Linked DNA regions of Mus musculus: regions 2 and 3 are each linked to region 1. A link is a contact called in public Hi-C data. All regions are on one chromosome and are shown on one strand. The core of a region is the stretch at or near the end of the contact, and the rest is flanking DNA. Distances in the headings are between cores, read along the strand shown. Region 1 has its middle 45 kb from the start of Gm40577. Region 2 overlaps Gm40576 (a long non-coding RNA gene). Region 3 has its middle 31 kb from the start of Gm34719.

Region 1 (3,480 bases), core at 189-2,688:
CAGGTCCAGAGGAAAGCTGGAACAAGTTCACAGTTCAACCTCCAGTGGTTCCCAGCTTGGGCCAAACGAAAAGCAATAACCCCTTACCTTTCCTTCACCCGACCATCCTCTCCTAGGGGTGGGTGTCAGAGGGGCAGGGGAGACACAGGGAAACAAACCGTGGCTCAATCTGCCCTATGATGTAGGGTCCGTCAGCCAGGCTTGATGGGTGCTTATAATTGTTGTACCTATTATGAGGGGATAACGTGATAATCTGACAGAGAGTGGCTTTCTGTGTAGCAGATATCCACTTAGACTGACCAAGGCAGGAAGGGTATTGTGGGGAGCCAAGGGGTAGCCCAGGGCGGAGATCACACACAGATAAGGAGTAAAAGAGAGGACCAGGACCCCCAGGTGTGCATCTGCCCTCAGACCCCATAGCTGCAGCCAGGGCTTGCCTATGGGCTGGACTTCCCTGTCCCAGCAGCCTGGGCTGACGGCAGAGGGCTAACCCCCTCAGTTTGGGGTGGGCTGTGAGCCCCTTCCCAGAAGTCTGTCTCAGCGAGTGTCTGGGGTATTTCCTAGAAGCCTTACTTTGTGGGACTGGGGCTTCAGTGTTCAGTGGCTCAATTCCTGAGATCTTCCTTAAAGAATAAACTGGAGGTCCCAGAGAGCAGCCGTACTAGCACTGTCGGCGTCAGGGACCCACCCCGGTTCTCCCCCGCGCCCCCCGCCCCCCAGTGCCCTCATACGAGGACTCATACGATTTGAGCTTAGTGTTCCCTTAAGGCATGGGTACTGGCCAGCATGTGTGTGTGTTATACAGGGGAGTGGGCACACGAGTGGGCAGAGGGATTGCTCACTGCTTCCTGAGGAATGGGGTCTGGTTCTGGAGTGATCAGGAGCCAAGTCTGGGTTGGCAGGTACTAGTTCTAATTTCTTGCTTGTTGCAGTCTTTTTCAGCCTCAGCTTACATATCCTGGGAATGGGCGTGGGCGTGCGCCTACCTTATTGAACAGCTATGTGCACTAGGTAACTTGGTATGTGGTGTTTAGTCCTTTGGAAATAACTCCCTTGGCTCCTTACACAGGTGTCTCTTTATGGGTTCCAGAAGACTAGCCTGGGACCCCAACTCCTGAGAGGGCCAACAAGCAATACAAGATAAACACAGGCTTTGGACTGGACACAGGTGGACTGCAATCTCCTACTCTGCCAGCTTCTGGCTGTGCAACCTCTGCTAGATACTGAGGATCTCTGTGCTTTTTTTTTTTTTTTCTACAAGTGGATGCTTATTAGTGACGACAGTGCACCAGGAACTATGGTCCAGGCTGCAGAGGACAGAGGAGGCGGTTTTCTTTCAAGGGCGCACGCATTTCCAAGCCAGATAGCCCTCCCCAACTAGGTCTGCGCAGCAAAAATTCATGCGGGACAAGAGCGCAGGCGCCTGACAGCCCGTGGCGTAGCTGCTTCTAGAAGGATCCAGAGGAGTCTGGCGCTGGGCGGATGGGGTGCTTGCGACTGCTGCGTTCCTGCTGATAACCAGCAGGGGGCAGGCTGAGCCCACAAGCCGTCTTGTCCTCGCTTCACCCCGGCCCTGCGGCTGTGTCCCGGGACATGCGGCGTGCTTCTGCGCAGCCAGCGAGCTGCCCCCTCCCCGGGGAGCCTCTCCATCATCCGCGGGCCTAATAATTTACATTTAATTTGTTAGCGGTTTAATGTTTAATTTAAAAAACTGAATGATTCATTGCCATATTAATAAATAATAACATTTATTATTCTTCTAATGAGTGTCCGAAATACAAAAGCAATTACACGTCTTATGTATTCTCTCATAAACTGAGACAGCAGAGTGTTCATTACAGAATTCTGTTGGGGTCTTGATTCCGCCTTCATGGCTGGCCTGGCCCTCGGGCTGTCAGGGGAGTGGTATGTCTTTAAAGCAGCGATTGGCTTGGTTCTGCTCTGGCTTTTCAGGGTCTGGGGGCCCCAGGAGAAGCCTCCAGAGGGTACCCCTTCACACCATACACTGTTCCTTCCACAGACTCTCACTGGTCCCGGGGCGGGGTGTGGTTATGCTTCCTTCCCAGGTAGAGAAACTGAGTCTGGAGGGGGCAGCTCTGAGAGACAGCCGTGAGCATGGCTAGGCTCGGCGAATTGACTCTGAGCATTGTTATTGTTGTTAGGTTTTTTTTTTCTTCTTCTTCCTTTTCTGGGCTTTGGAGCAGGCTGCTACAGGCCCTGAGCAGGAGGGAAGTGGGGAGAGGGACTGGAAGAGTGTGGATGTGTGGCGGAGGGGGTGAGGTGTAGGATCGGGACAAATCCCTAGCCAGCCAACGCCCTAGCTTGCTTCGCTTCTCTGCTCCTTTCAGATGATGTGGAAGGGTAAAAAGAAATGGGGTAGTCAGCAAAGCCAGTTCACCAGTAAGATTCCATCATCTGCTTCCCAGGGGTGGTAGGCGAGGCCAGGGATTTGGAGGGGCAGGGAGAGGTCTGGGCTCTGGCTTTAGGTACCAAATTTCAGGAAGGGGCTGGTTGGGGGGCCCTAGGAATTGGCAGGAAGGTCAGGGTGCTTCTTCAGTCCGGGACATTTTCAAACGAATGCCCAAACAGCTTCCCGTCAAGGACATCCACGTACAGTTGTTCCCATCCTGACCTTTTCACTGGTTTTAATGCCAGCTTCATGCCATCTAGCCAAAATCCTGGCTTCCCACAGCTACACAGCACTGCACAGAGGAGGCCCCCCAGGGTGTGGACACTGACTCGCCACATGGCCTGGCCAGCGCAGCCCTGGGCTAGGCGCTGTAGGAATCCTTGATTGCGGCCTTAGGGTCAGTTCCTAGAAGTGAACAACCGGAGCAGAGGGCAAGAGTGCCCGGGAGGCTCTGGCTCCCTGCTACAGTCCTCCTGCCAGCCTGGGTGTACCCCCACACACTCCCAGAGCAGGCCCGGTGGGGCTGCCTCCTGCTGTGCCCTTGGCAGCCTCAGTATGGCTAGCATGATCTTCTGCCATGCAGAACTTACCTTAATCCAGGTGCTGCTGATCATGCCTGGCCTGTGTTCACCTCAGGGTCCTGAAACACAGGCCAGTTTCCATTGTTGGATGCAGGGGACACTGAGACTCGTGAAGGGTGGCATGAATTCAGCTTAGGTTGTAGAGCCAGTCTCTCCCTCTTACAGGCTGAAGGTTGAACTTATGGCCTGTGTATGCCAAGCAAACCCTTTAAGGCTGAGCTATAGTCAGCAGGTCCTTTGGAGTCTCATGGAATGCAGGGATTGCACTGGTTTGAACCAAAAAATCTCCTCCACAGCCTCTTGGGTTTGAGCACTTGGTCCACAGGTAGGCACACTGTTTGGGGAGGTTATGTAATATCAATGAATCAGGAGGCCTTCCTGGAGGAAGCACATCACTGCATCAGGAGGCCTTCCTGAGGAAGCACATCACTGCATCAGGAGGCCTTCCTGGAGGAAGCACATCACTGCATCACGAGGCCTTCCTGGAGG
Region 2 (3,518 bases), core at 552-3,051, 150 kb after region 1:
CCCTCCACCCCCAACGTAGCCATCTTGGTTGATCTGATGGACTGTACTGACCCAGCTAGCCCATTCTTTCTCAGGACTTCTGGATTTGCAATTCTCATACCCCCCCTTTTCCTCTGGGGATCCTCCTTCTCCCAGGGCACCCCCAAAGGCCCTTTCCTTTCTATCAACCTTAAAAGTCTGCTGTTCCTTAGACTCCTCTTTCGTTCTCACTGGGTCACCTTTCATTCTCCCAGCCAGTCTCACTGCCGCCTTTGGTACCCACTGCTAAGCATCAGTGGTCAATCCCTTCCCTTACACTCTCGGGCCATTTTCTGACGTCCAGACCTGTATTGCCTGCTGGGCACCTCCTTTCAGTCACTCTACAGTGCCCGAGTCTGGGCTGGTGTATCCCGACTCCCAGTAAAGACACAGGCACACTGGCTCTCCCACAGTATCCTCTACCACCCTCAATGGCTTCACTCAGTGCCAGTGTCTTCCCCAAGCTCCCTCTGAAGCCCATGTCCAACATGCTGACATCTCTCCATCTCTCTACCATTGCTCCAGTTCAAGGGCATTTGTTCTTCTACTTGCTTGGACCCAGAGTCCTAGCCAGGATAGAGTCCTGTCTTTATGAAGACCTCCTTCACCTGTCTCTGCTTCTCCCTGGATGGGATTCTGCAAAGCTCCCTGTTTGGGCTCTTTGTTCTGAGCTCTGGGAGGGGCCGTGGCAAGTCTTGCTGCCCGACACTCACTGTAGGTTAAGTGCTAATTTCCCTCAGAGGCCACAATGGTGTGGACAGGGTCCAGGTTCTCCTGGGGCAGCTTCACAGTGCCAGCTCAGCCCCTATGCTTCTCATGGCCCTGCTGATCCGCAAGTGACTTCTCCGTGCCATCTAAGATGAGCCTTTCTTTCATTTCCTGCCCTGAGAAGGTGAGAACAGGGTCAGAGGGCATTGCCCACACCCAGTGATCAAATGTGCCATGTGACCAACCTAGATGCTTAAGGAGGACAGAAGGTACTACTATTTTTGGTTGGGAAACTACATGCCTAACCACCCCTTTGTCCTCCTTTAAAAACTGTGTTTTAATTTTATTGTGTGTATGTGGCCTATGTACCTGTATGGGTGCGTGCATCCATATCTGCACTTTAAGAGGCCAGAGCAAAACGCCAGCTATCAATCAATCACTGCCTTATTACCTTGAGAAAACGTCTTCTACTGAACCCAAAGCTCTCCTTTCTAGCTGGGCTGCCTTGCCTCATAGTCCCTGGGTCCTCCTGCTTCCAACATTCTTCCCAAAGCTGGGGTTATAGGTGCAGGCAACCATGCTCCACTTTTTAGTGTGGGCACTGGAGACTCGAACCCAGGTCCACATGCTTTCAGAGTAAGGGCTCTTCCCTGCAGTCCTCCAGCCACTCCTCATATTGCTGCAGAGGATGCAGAGCCCTGACAGAAGCCAATAGGATTCCTTCCCAGGAAAGGAAGGCTGCCTCTGACCAGGGATACCTCCATCTGCACAGCAGAGACATGTCTCTTGTAGGTGGCTGGGAAGACCAAATGCAGTGGCCAACGGGGAGAGCCCTGCGTGCAATCAGATGCGATTGAATGTGGCCCCCATCTGCCTGCTCCTGCTTCAGTCACCTTGGACTTGGCATGTGGGACCTGTGAGTTCTGGGCAGGGTTTTTGAAGCTGTAATGTAATAGGGCCGAGCCAAGGCAGCCCCGTGGCGTCCTGCTTGCTTGCTGTCTTTTCTGTACCACGGCTTTGGCACACAAAGACTTCGGGAGCTTCGGGAGATGAGGCTGGCAGGGGTAGGCGCATTTGGTGCGTGGCAAACCGAACCTGTCAATTCCAGAAGCCTTTGGCACATTGTTGAAGCGACTACATGACTTTGAGAAGTGTCTGCATGTTTTTTCCCCAAGTGCAGTTATTTTTGCTGCTGTGAAATGTTCTGAAATCTGACAGTTTTGTTTTGAGTCTCAGCCCGATGTGAAGACGGAAGGGAACACTGCCTCCCAGTTCTGCGGCACCCGCTTCCCGGGGTCTCCTGAGGACACCCAGATCCTGGCAGAGGTGACCAAGGAGAGGCCTGGGGACTGAGGTTCTGGGGCGAGGGGAGTACACATGCAGGTCAGACCATGCAACCTCTGTGTACCCCCAAAGAATGGCCAGGGGCTAGCTTGGCCAGTGTTCAAGTACTACAGTGTGCTAACATGTCTCCTACCTGATGTTACCCAGTACCCATCCTGTTTCTCGGACCTTCCTCATCAGATGTCCTCTTGTACCTACTATGTGCCAGATTTCCTCCACTAGAAGTGCCTACTGTGTGTGCAGAGTCACAGGAGGACCCTCAGTCACAGACATGACAAGGTTACAGTGCCATGCTTCTAGGTGAGGAGATTTCGGAGGGAACAAGACCCTGGGAGGACAGAAAGGTGGCTTTAACCCACTTCCTCCCCTTAACAGTGGTCTGAGATGCAGGCAGGGTGCTGTGGTGGGGTGGGGTTAACTTAGTGGTCCTCCTGTGAGCTGATACCTACCTTGTCCCATGTCACTGCTCCCCAGAGTTCATCCAGAGACCCCTGTTGTCTTCCCCAACAAGCCAAGACCCTCAGCTCATGGTTGCTGTCTCTGCAGAGGCTGCGTTGTCACAGCTGCTCTGTGACTGTCAGGTCCCCCATCAGCCCAGGAGCTCCACTCAGGTTTCACACGTTTCCAGCTAGCTCTCTCAGTTCCCTCACTGGCTGGTCAGTCCCCTGACTCAGGCATCCCTGGACAGCAACATCTTGCTGACATTTTCTGACCTGAGTCCCACAGTGTTGGGTTTGCGTGCTCCTGAGAGATCACTGGGTACTAAGTATGGTTCTGAGTGCTTCCCTTGCAAGGTCCCATGGAATTGCCACATCCACCCTCGTGGGGCGGGGGATATGCATCACTGATGGAGAGAGCCATCTCTACTTGGGAGATACATTGATCCAGCTACCTAAAGACAGAAGCTCACTCAGACTTTCTGGAAAGAGCTAATCACCTGCTTGCCCCCCTCGGTGATGGCAAGGGCCAAACTCTAGCAACACATTTCATACGTGTACAGGCGTGCACCTCTGTTTACAGCCCGCATTTCCGCATCACCATGGAGACGGATGATGCCGCTTTTTCTTGAAAAGGTAGACATAAAGAATCACCAGCAATCTCACAACAGCTTCCTCCCAGTTAAATAGCACAACACAGAAAACAACCACCACCACCCCCCCCCCCCGACCATGGCAAGCTTCCTTCTTTCCCTCTCCAGCTGACTGTCAGGACCTGTGTGTGCCAGACGCTTGCTGCCTTAAATGCCAGGGCCAGCAACAGTAATGAGGGTCCCAATGGATCTGTGAGCATCATGAGGAAGGTCCATATCATTTTTCTGTGTAAGCCAAGCTGGGGTGCCTAGCCTGCTGCCAGGTCTGGGTACTACGGGCTCACACCATACCCTGTTGCCATCTTCTCCAAAAGGCCTCGCCTGTCCTCAGACCCCACAATGTAGCCTGATGAAGAAG
Region 3 (3,687 bases), core at 1,055-3,554, 260 kb after region 1:
AGAGGCCACGTGACCTGCAAAGGCAGAAATATTTACTGTCTGCCTCTTACAGGAAAGGTTGCCAATACCCCTGCTGTGAGAGGTGCTGCTGGCATATCTAATTCGTTGAGGTCTGGAGTGCAGAATTGTGGAGGGTTTTTTTCCCCCCTTTTATTCCAACACACTAAAGAAGGAAAGAAAGTATCCATAAAGTCTCCAGTGATAGGCAGGAAACAACCCCGGGCAGCCGCCTCTGAGCTCACATTTGAAGTTCAGGGAGTTTCTCTCATCAGGTCAGCTACACCTGAGGCAGGGTCTAAAAGGAGACACTGACACATTCCATCCAGATTCCCCTAACTGGGGCTGCTGAGATGGCTCAGCATGTTGAAGTTGTCACTGCCCAGGCTTGGCTACCTGAGGTCAATCCCTAGAACCCAGAGTGGAAGGAACCAGGTGTGATGGCTCATCTCCACAATCCCAGCACACACACCCATGCATGCATGCTCACACACAGAACCACCAAGCCCCAGTTCTCACATCCCTAAAAGTTGGTGTGTTTGTATGTATAAACAATGAAGGAGGTGATCTGACATGGAAGTGTAGCCAGTTATATAAATTTTGCCTTATTTTAGTTTAATTCAACTCAGATTAAAATTGTGAAATAGAATAGCAACTCTCCAGAAACGCCCAAGATGTTCCAGGCCCAGAGATCTGTCTGCCTGCCTGTCTACTATCACTCTATATGTAACCTGCCATCCATCCATCTATCTATCTATCTATCTATCTATCTATCTATCTATCTATCTATCTATCTATCTACCTATCTATCTACCTATCTATCTATCAATCTATCTATCTATCTATCTATCTATCTATCTATCTATCTACCACGTGTCTATTTTCATTATTCATCAATTGTTCATATCTGTATGTTTAGCTAATCAACATCTATCAATCATTATCTACAATGATTACCTATCATTATCTATCAATCACTACCTACATATTTATCATATTTTCTGTCATCTTGTTATCATCTATCTAATATCTATCATGTGTTAGTCACTTATCTATTTATATATCTATCTTTCTATCCATCATCTACCTGTCAACCATCATATTTATCTATCCATTTATCTATCTAACATCAGTTGCTATCTATTAATAATAGTCACAAGAATTCCAATCAGTTAAGCCAAGGTTTCTCAACTATGGCATTGTTGACATTGGAGGCAGAGAATTCTTAGGGGGTAAAGGCAAAGGGGGCTAGAGGTGTGGGATACTGGAAAGCCTTCATGGCCTTGGTCTATTAGATTCCAGTAGCACCTGAGGCTATTCCACCACTTGCCCTAGTCTGATGGCTCAAACCATATCTAGCTATTATGAAATGTCCACTTGGAAGGAAGTATCTACAAGAGAGAAAAGCAGAATTAGACCTTGGATAAGCACATGGTGCCATCTGGATGTGAGTATCTCTGCTTGGCCCCCTGGGGGCCCATGGGCCTGACCTGATCCCCCAGGCTCCTATGCACTTGGGTGATGTCTTGCCCTAGGTTCCTGGCAGCTTTGAGTTTCAGGGTCTTTGTCCACAGAAAGGCACACAATTTCTGCCTTGTTGACTCTCCAAGAAAAATTGCAGGAACCAGGTGTGATGGCTGATCTCTCCAAGGAGAATGAGGCAGGAGAATCACGAGGAGGGCCAGGCCAGCTGGAATACTTGATAAGACCTTGACTCAAACAAGCAAACAAGCAAGCAAACAAACAAACAAACAAACTGAACACACACACACACTGAGAGAGAGAGAGAGAGAGAGAGAGAGAGAGAGCAAGCATGAGTATCTCTTTAGTCAAAAGGAACCACAAATCCCTTCAGTGATGGGTGCCCTCCACCCCTAGATACACAGAAATATCTGGAAAATAGGACACTCAAATATCAGAGATACTTCTAAGAGGAAGCAGCCAAACAAAACGCAACAAAAAGTTAATAAACTTGAGGTAAAATTTTGATAATTAGATGACTTTCCGAGGCTCTCTCCCTCTGAGCGAGTACCATTTTATGTAATTTCCTGACATCGAAACAACAGCTCTCCTCCTTGTTAAAAAGAAGGAAGCAAGATTCAGCCCCATCTCAGGCAACAGGACCGGGGTCTGACTAATCCCTATAATCAGAAGCTAATTTGCCTTAAGAATAATAATAGTAACAATATGCCTGTTATGAAAGAGTGTGCCTTTATCGTTTTATTTGCCCGTGATTATGTAAATCCCAGATACACGGCAGTGTGGAGAGGCTGCAGAGAGCTGCCCTGCCTCAGCTAAGGAGCCATGGGGAACTGTGAGCAGGGCCTTCTGCTGAGAGACAGAGCCAAATTTCTTCCCCTGTGCAAAGAATTTATTTTCTGCAGATTGGCTAAAACATTTGATAGTTTAAATACAAGATGCTGGAAAAAAGAGCTGGGCTGACAGCCTTCTCCGCTTCTCTCTCCTTTTCCTCCGCCTTGTAGAACTGTGTGTATTCTTACCCCGTGTCTGGCAGTGGCCCTGAACCTACTGTAGGAAGTCCCCGAGATCAGTTCTGGGTGGGGCTGGCTCAGGAACTAGGCCTGAGCTTCTCCTAGGTCAAGTGCTACCTGGCTCCTGCCTCTTCCAGAGGGTGGCCCTTCACCATTCCAGTCCCAATTCCTCTGGGGACTCTGCTTGCCATTGTACACTGACCAGCAGGAGTGGTCCTGGTGGGGACTGCTGTGCCTGTGAAGCCAACACGAGTGCATGGACTCTCAGATCTGGCGACTGTCATTCTGTGAGTCTAGAGGTGGATGGCTACTCCCCAGAGCTGTGATCTGAGCTCCAGTCAGTTCAGGGGGGGGGGTGGTCTGCTGCTGGGTGATAATTCTGTGTGTGAGCTTTCCCTAGATCATCAGTGGTGTGGGGTGTAAACATTTGCTTAGTGGCCCTCTCGTTCTCCAGCTGGGCAGCCAAAATCCTAGACATTTTTTGTGCCTCAGTTTCCCTTTATGTGACAGGGAGCTGATGAGTTGTCTTGTGGCAATGTTGATGGAAATGTCAGCCAGTGTCCCAGCTCCCAGCTCTAGCATACATACAGGAATTGGTGGCTTCCTGGAAGTGTTCTGACCTTGTGCAATTTTAGATCAGTTCAGTATCTGAGATCTCAAGGAATGTGTTTGCCCCAGAGCTGGGCAGAGGTTTGAATAAGGTGGCAAATCTCTCGGCAGCTACAGTTCTCAGTACTTATCTCCCCTCACTTGAGTTTTCATAAGCACACATAAGGAAAACAAGATAATTATCATAGACATGGCATAAAGAGGGGAACCCTCACACTGAGTTGTGTTATGACTGAGAGCCACTCCGCAGCTAAGTGGCAGGGCCAGGATCCAAAGCCTGAGCTACTGGGAACCAGGTACATTTTGGAAAGGTGTCTGCCTGCACATTCCATACCTGTTGCTGTTCTCAGATACCTTTCCGTCCGCTGACAGAAAGTTCTGGATCAGTGAGATGTAGTTTGGGAAGTTACAGTGGTGTACATGTTTATTGGATATAGCACCCCACGTCATCCCTACGTCCAACCCCATCTGATGCTGTCTCCTGAGCTGGGAGCCTTCTCCGTATTTGGTTCACAGTGGACTTGATCTAGAAACTTCTCCTCTGCTCTTATCAGTCTGTTTATTCACTTCTGTCAAAACAAAACAGAAC

The links. A called contact is a pair of places that touch in the nucleus more often than the background predicts.
Region 2: a Hi-C map of cerebral cortex shows a contact between it and region 1, with 4 times the contacts expected there. The contact joins two enhancer-like sites. A contact is called at or near these places in 3 of 15 datasets of contacts at CTCF or cohesin (CD8 T cells and embryonic stem cells), 41 of 484 Hi-C or Micro-C datasets (the HL-1 cell line, cerebral cortex, embryonic stem cells and 6 more) and 7 of 115 datasets of contacts at active chromatin or transcription factors (embryonic stem cells, pancreatic cancer cells and stem cell-derived neural progenitor cells).
Region 3: a contact with region 1 is called in a Hi-C map of cerebral cortex, with 2.2 times the contacts expected there. The contact joins two enhancer-like sites. A contact is called at or near these places in 2 of 15 datasets of contacts at CTCF or cohesin (the NIH/3T3 cell line and stem cell-derived epiblast-like cells), 5 of 484 Hi-C or Micro-C datasets (cerebral cortex, embryonic fibroblasts, forebrain and 2 more) and 6 of 115 datasets of contacts at active chromatin or transcription factors (the NIH/3T3 cell line, astrocytes, embryonic stem cells and 1 more).

The regions. Positions count from the first base shown.
Region 1 is chr12:110,371,634-110,375,113 of GRCm38.p6, reverse strand. No RefSeq gene overlaps it. Among named protein-coding and RNA genes, the nearest start is that of Gm40577, 45 kb to the left of the region's middle. Within about 2 kb of position 1,438, at least 29 of the 459 cell types and tissues checked have an H3K27ac peak or open chromatin away from gene starts, as enhancers often do. A contact at or near this core is called in cerebral cortex, where this site is marked.
Region 2 is chr12:110,226,469-110,229,986 of GRCm38.p6, reverse strand. It overlaps Gm40576 (a long non-coding RNA gene), which reads left to right. Exons shown (of 3, transcript XR_001780704.2): 2 at 1-2,370. Among named protein-coding and RNA genes, the nearest start is that of Gm40576, 9.2 kb to the left of the region's middle. Within about 2 kb of position 1,801, at least 11 of the 459 cell types and tissues checked have an H3K27ac peak or open chromatin away from gene starts, as enhancers often do. A contact at or near this core is called in cerebral cortex, where this site is marked.
Region 3 is chr12:110,116,613-110,120,299 of GRCm38.p6, reverse strand. No RefSeq gene overlaps it. Among named protein-coding and RNA genes, the nearest start is that of Gm34719, 31 kb to the right of the region's middle. Within about 2 kb of position 2,304, at least 5 of the 459 cell types and tissues checked have an H3K27ac peak or open chromatin away from gene starts, as enhancers often do. A contact at or near this core is called in cerebral cortex, where this site is marked.